Linked DNA regions of Mus musculus: region 1 is linked to region 2. A link is a contact called in public HiChIP or PLAC-seq data. All regions are on one chromosome and are shown on one strand. The core of a region is the stretch at or near the end of the contact, and the rest is flanking DNA. Distances in the headings are between cores, read along the strand shown. Region 1 has its middle 9.8 kb from the start of Gm45805. Region 2 has its middle 23 kb from the start of Gm51605.

The links. HiChIP or PLAC-seq counts read pairs in DNA pulled down with a chosen protein or histone mark.
Region 1: a FOXA1 HiChIP or PLAC-seq map of pancreatic cancer cells shows a contact between it and region 2. The contact joins two enhancer-like sites. A contact is called at or near these places in 5 of 484 Hi-C or Micro-C datasets (bone marrow-derived macrophages, cerebral cortex, nephron progenitors and 1 more), 7 of 115 datasets of contacts at active chromatin or transcription factors (the HPC-7 cell line, embryonic basal ganglia, fetal liver and 4 more) and 1 of 9 other capture datasets (embryonic stem cells).

The regions. Positions count from the first base shown.
Region 1 is chr8:126,766,572-126,769,756 of GRCm38.p6, forward strand. No RefSeq gene overlaps it. Among named protein-coding and RNA genes, the nearest start is that of Gm45805, 9.8 kb to the left of the region's middle. Within about 2 kb of position 1,305, at least 65 of the 459 cell types and tissues checked have an H3K27ac peak or open chromatin away from gene starts, as enhancers often do. A contact at or near this core is called in pancreatic cancer cells and trophoblast stem cells, where this site is marked.
Region 2 is chr8:126,521,637-126,524,819 of GRCm38.p6, forward strand. No RefSeq gene overlaps it. Among named protein-coding and RNA genes, the nearest start is that of Gm51605, 23 kb to the left of the region's middle. Within about 2 kb of position 1,550, at least 130 of the 459 cell types and tissues checked have an H3K27ac peak or open chromatin away from gene starts, as enhancers often do. A contact at or near this core is called in pancreatic cancer cells and trophoblast stem cells, where this site is marked.

The DNA of each region.
Region 1 (3,185 bases), core at 55-2,554, 240 kb after region 2:
TGAGCTCAACAGAAGTACTCCTGTGCTTCAGCAAACAGAGCCCGTGCCCACTTCCAAATGACATCAGCCACTAGCAGGGACATTTATTCAAGCCAACCTCAATAGATAGCGGGACATTTATTCAAGCCAACCTCAATAGATAGCGGGACCTTGTGATTGCTGAGGAAAGAGAAGACTTCCATCCCTAGAATATTCCTCTTCAACCACCAATGTGATGGCAAGTCTGCCTTGACCTGCCTTCCTTGTGGGGTAAGTTTTCCCCTGGTTTATAACTGCTGAAGCATTATGTAGATTCTTGCTTCCTTCCATCATCTGTGGCTCTCCCAACCTCAGGCCTCAGATGTTTTACCCCAAGAGTCCTCTGGTCACAGCTTTGATTTTTTTCCCTCTGTGGAAGAGCAATGCTTGTTCAGACACTGTGAAACAAGAAGACACACATCTGACACCCGCAGAAAGAAAATAAAAACAAAAAACAAAAAAACACCATTCCCACAGTGCTTTTAGCTTCTCCCAGGATTTCTCCAATGCTACCAAACCAGGGCATGTGTTGGAAGTCAGCAAACAGTTGCTTTGGGGAAAAATGTTTGGACTGTTGTAGCAGACTGGGGGAAGACTTGAGCAGCAAGGGTGTAGGTACCAGGTCTTCCCAGAGCCTCCAGTTCTCATCAACTCTCATGGAGGAAGCAAACAGAGACTCTCTGATAACACTCCAGGGCTCTTGTAGTGATCTAGAGAGCGTGAATGTGGAGTGACTAGCAGAGAGGCCTTGGATTTGATCTCTAGTCCCAGGATGCACTGCAGAGGCTAAGCAAGGACTCCCTTCCCAGGGATCCTGGCAGCATCTCTGACCCCTTGGAAAGGCTTCAATGGCAAAGAGCTACAGGCTGAACATGATCACAAAACCATCCATCACCTCTGTCCTCTCTCAACCAATCTGGAATCTTCCCATGACAGTGTCTCAGCCCGGACTTCCGCAAGGCTACCTCTTTTTCACAATTAAGGACTTCAGAAGAAATGATTCTGGGTGTGACTCATATGCTCTCTCGGTGACCAAGAAAAGGACTAGAGGCCCTCTGGTGCCAGTGACTCACACTCCTCTCAGGAGCAAAGGGCTCTGTTATCTTTTTCCTGATATTTTGAAAATGTTAAATGTCTACTTTATCAAGACATTGCCATTTAGAGCGGCTAGACCAGAAAGAATGGTCGCAGTGAGTCTACTGGAGGACAGGACTATCCCTCACCAGACACACTTGACATTCTACCTCAGGGGCACAGCTTCTACAGGGCTCCTCTGCCCGTGGCTCATGAACCAGAGCCACAGCCACTCAAAGAGGGACAGTTGGTTCCACACATCAGCCTCTGCCTCATGCAACTGAGGTTGAAGAACTCCTGAAACAGGTAGTATACCTCCTGAGCACTATGGCCTTTCCTGAAGCTACCAATGCCCTCCTTCTGATGGAGTTGACATGTGTCCTTCCCATTACATCAGCACCTTGAACAAAAACAAAAACAAAAACAAAAACAAAAACAAAAACAAAAACAAAACAAAAGATAAATTCTTCTAATCCAGGAAGACTCCACTGGTGATATCAGGAAGGGCAGGTCTGCAAAGTCCCCAGTGTAGAGTGACACCCTCAACTCCTTCCCCTCATCTCACAAGTCAAGAGCCCTTCACCATCAACCCTGGCACCACCACCCCCCCCCGAGGCTCACTCAAGTTTCACTGTGCAACTGAATCAGACTCACAGAGCAACCCTCACTTGCCATTCCTCTGAGCAGAGCAGAAGGGAAGAGACGCCTCCCCTTCACACACCCCTTGTTCAGCTGACGCACACTCCGTACCTGCTGCCTTCCAGACCATGCTTCCACTATGGCTGCCCTGACGATGCTTAGTGAAACTTAATAAGGCTCTGCTAGTCCCACTTCTTTGACAAGGAAAGCCTCCAATTCACTACCCCTCATTAATGACTAAGACCTGCTCCTTGTGGATCCTAGATCAGATCTATACTCACCCACACACTCCCGCCAAAATCCTCAAGAAAGGGGGGGGGGTGCCATGCAGTGGTTTCAGTCTGATAATGTGCCTTCCTGAAGGATCATGTGCTGGGGACCTACTGGCCAGCCATGATGGATCAGAATCACCTGGGAGACAACCCTCTGGGCGCACCTGTGAAGGATTATCTAGAGCGTGTTAAGGGAGGTAGGGAGAGCCAGACGCTAAGGGCTGAGGTTCTGGACTGTATGAAAAGAACAGGTGTATCTTTAAACCTCCACATAGGTATGATGGCATGTACATTATGTGTGAGCATGCACCTATGATGATGATGATGATGCTAATGATGATAACAGAATAACAGAAACAATACATGTTAAAGGGGGAAAGTGGTCTGAGCACCACGCATCCATCTCTCTCTGCTTCCAGATGGCAGGTACACTGTGACCAGTGGCCTCAAGCTCCAACTCTCGTGCCTTTCCCCTCCATGATGCGCCTTAGAACTGTGAGCCAACATAAGCTCTTCCTTCTTTAGGTCACTTTTTTCCGTATTTCCTTGAAGCAATGGAGAGTAATACCACAGGTGACCGGCTTTGGGGAAGTGGTTACAGACCCTGTCTTAATCGATGACTGATCTCTTCGTGGATTTATAATTTGATAGTGCGAATGGATAGTGGCAGAAATCAGGAGGTGGGGTCTGTTGGAGAACGTATGTACATACGTATGTCACCGGATGTGACCCTTGACCTTCTCTCTCTGCTTCCTGGCTGCCCTGCTGTAAGCGGTGTTTCCCTGCTGCCTTATTCTGGCGCTATGCTCCCCCCAAACACGCAGCTGAAATCAATGGAGCTGGACATGGAGTTCCGTCCACGAAACCATGAGTCAAAATAAACTCTCTCCAGAAGCCATGTGCTAATGTGTACTCTCCTGATAATCTGCTCTCCAACTCTGCCAAGTACTCACAGTGAGTACCTGCAGTCATGGGTTCCTGGTGGAAGACCAGCTTCTATACTGCTCCACTGCGAATTTAAGAGCCTGAAAGGGGGCTAGCGAAATGGCTCAGCGGGTTGGAGTATTGACTGCTCTTCCGAAGGTCCTGAGTTCAAATCCTAGCAACCACATGGTGGCTCACAACCATCCGTAATGAGATCTGATGCCCTTTTCTGGTGCATCTGAAGACAGCTACAGTGTA
Region 2 (3,183 bases), core at 300-2,799:
AGAGCAGCAACTACAGAAAATAAAACTAAGACACAATGTGATAGTTTGTGCATGCTTGGCCCAAGGAGTGGCACTGTTGGGATGTGTGGCCTTGTTGGAGTAGGTGTGGCCTTGGAGTAGGTGTGACACTGTGAGTGAGGGCTTTAAGACCCTCATCCTAGCTGCCTGGAAGCCAGTCTTCTCCTAGCAGCCTTCAGATGAACATGTAGAGCTTTCAAGCTCCTCCTGTACCATGCCTGCCTGTACTCTGCCATGCTTCCTTTCCTGATGATAATGGGACTGAACCTGTAAGCCAGCTCCAATTAAATGTTGTCCTTATAAGAGTTGCCTTGGTCATGGTGTCTGTTCACAGCAGTAAAACCCTAACTAAGACACACATCATCCCTCCAATAAGTCCCCACTTTCTCTGGTGTGGTAGTAAATGTTTATAATACCAATCTGTGGGAGAGCTAAGGCAAGACAGGATGATCAGGAGTTCAAGATCACCCATGGATGCTTAGTGAGTTCCAGATCAGAGAAACAGCCAATCACTCACTCAGTCAATCAATCAATAGAGTTCCAGGGCATGCTGGATGTATGTCCACAGCTTTCCCACATACTCTTGAGCCATGTTCACTATCCTTCCCATGCTGAAATTTCCACAGTGAGGTCTCCTTGGAGGATGATCCCAGCCCACATCAGAACAATATGTCATGGCTTACAGAGATGTCACATAATTCTATATAACGAACTTTTTGTGGCCGTGCTGTGAGGGAAGGGATTTTGTCCTCATTGCAGAAGTCAGGGCCTAGGTTACGACATGGTGTCAAGTTCAGTGTCCCTTTCTAAGTTCTGGGCTTCTTTGCACTCTTCTAGCTTTTCTCTCCAGGGAGGAGGGAAACTGAGTCACAGCCTGGAATACTGACTTGGTAGAATCTCATACTTTGCCTTATCCGCTCTTAGATCATCTCAGAGTTCCGATTTAACAAATTGTAAAAGTGTGTGTGTGTGTGTGTGTATTCACATGTGCACGAAAGAGAGAGAGGGGAGGAGGGAGAAGAGGAGGAAGAGAGAGAGTAAGCATGCACATATCAATGCATGCACACATGGAGGTCAGAAGCCAACAGTGGGGGTCTTCCTCTATCACTGTCTATTGTATTTTTGAGGCAGGGTCTCTCAGTGAACCTAGAGCTCAGTGATCAAGCCAAGTGGATGGTCAACATGCTCCCCGGACCCTCCTCTTCCTGCTCTCCCAGCCCCAGGACTACAGATGTGTACCACCATGCCCAGCTTTTAATGTGGGGCTGTGTAACTGAACCCAGTTCTCATACTAGCTCAGCAAGTTCCCTACCAACTAAGCCATCTCCCTAGCTCCAGGGCGCATGATCTCTCAAGTCAACCAAACCCTCCAGAAAGCAAAGAGACGGAGTAACTGTGGAGAGCTAGGGAGAGTTGTTATTGGAAGACGGTGCAGACGCCTGCTGGAAGCTGAAAGGACCACACTGTACTGTCTCATCATGTGCTAATACAATTATCTCATGTTGGCTATGAATAATGCGGTTCCTGGGCTTCTGAAGAAGAGGCGTGGGGCTGCCAGCCCTTGAGAATGGCCCTGGGCAGAGTCTGAGTAATGTAAGCCCGTCTGAATCACAGGAGAGGACCTGCCGGTCTCAATTCGGGATCAGAAAACACATGATGCAAACATTGCCTCGCTGAGCCCTGGAGGGAGGCACGCAGAGGCAGACCCTTGACGAGAGGCCTGGAAGCTTCTCTCTTGCCTGCTCTCCCTTTAACCAGCTTGGCACCCCTTTCCAGGACCATCTTCCACTTGAAAATCTGCCTGTGTGGCAGGCACTTTCACACTCTCTGGGGCTTTGAGCCAGACCTCAAGGATCTGTGGTATGTATGCCTGCAAGCTGGGGCTGTCATCTCAGGCCCATGGAGGCTGGAGCTGAGCGAAGAGGTGTGTGCCTGTAGTGCCTCAGGAGGCAGAGGCAGTTGGATTTCTGTGAATTTGAGGCCAGCTTGATCTGCATAGTGAGTTTTAGGACACTTAGAGCTACATAGTGAGACCTACAAAAATAAATAAATAAATAAAACAAGAAACAAACAAACAAAGCCAGGATGACTGAGCCAGTCTCAGATCCTGATGGCTGGCATTAGTGAGCATAAACCGAGCCATTGTGTCTCAGCCCTCTTCCCTCCTCCCTCTTCCCTCCCTTCTCCTCCCTCCTCTCTCCTTCTTCCTCCCTCCTTTCTCTTCCCTCCTTCCTCCTCCTTTATCCTTCCTCCCTCCTTTTTCCCTCTTCCCTCTTTTCTCTTCCCTCCTTCCTCCTTTCTCTTCCCTCCTCCCTCCTCTCTCTTCCCTCCTCCCTCCTCTCTCTTTTGTCCTCCCTCCTTTCTCTTCCCTCCTCCCTCCTCTCTCTTCCCTCCTCCCTCCTCTCTCTTCCCTCCTCCCTCCTCTCTCTTTTGTCCTCCCTCCTTTCTCTTCCCTCCTCCCTCCTCCTTCCTCCCTCCTTTCTCTTCCCTCCTCCCTCCTCTCTCCTTCTTCCTCCTCCTTTCTCTTCCTTCCTCCCACCTTTCTCTTCCCTCCTCCCTCTACCCTCCACCATATTCTCATATCACATGTAACTGCTTTTCTGCTCTCACTATTAGGCAGTCTCCATGATTCAAGCCATCCTTCCTTTCTAGAAGTTCCAGGAAACACAGCCGCCTACCGCACATTGCACTTATGTGATTCCAACTCAAGTTAGAAGCCATTTCTCCCAGTTCAAGGAAAGTTATGAACTTGGCAGCCTCAGTGGAAACACACATGCACGTGCACGCGCGTGCGCTCGAGCACACACACACACAGAGTTACCCTCAGTCGAGTCACACACACAGAGTCACATACACACACCACATACACACACACACACACACACACACACACACACACACACACGGTAGTGAATTATGGATTTGCAGGGAGTGTTTCTCATTTGAGTTGTATGTATTTCACAAAACCCAAAGAAGAATTAAGCCCAAAAAGCAACTGCTCAGAGAGAGAGAGAAACTTGCTTGTAATTCATGTTATGCATAATGGATTTGGCAGGCCTGAGCACAGAAATTTCCAGAAGTGTTTGCGTGGCAGTGGTTCTTAGCCAATGCACATTTTTTAGCTGTCCTGGCCAGCTGCCCAGCCTGCAGAAAAAGGCTTGTATC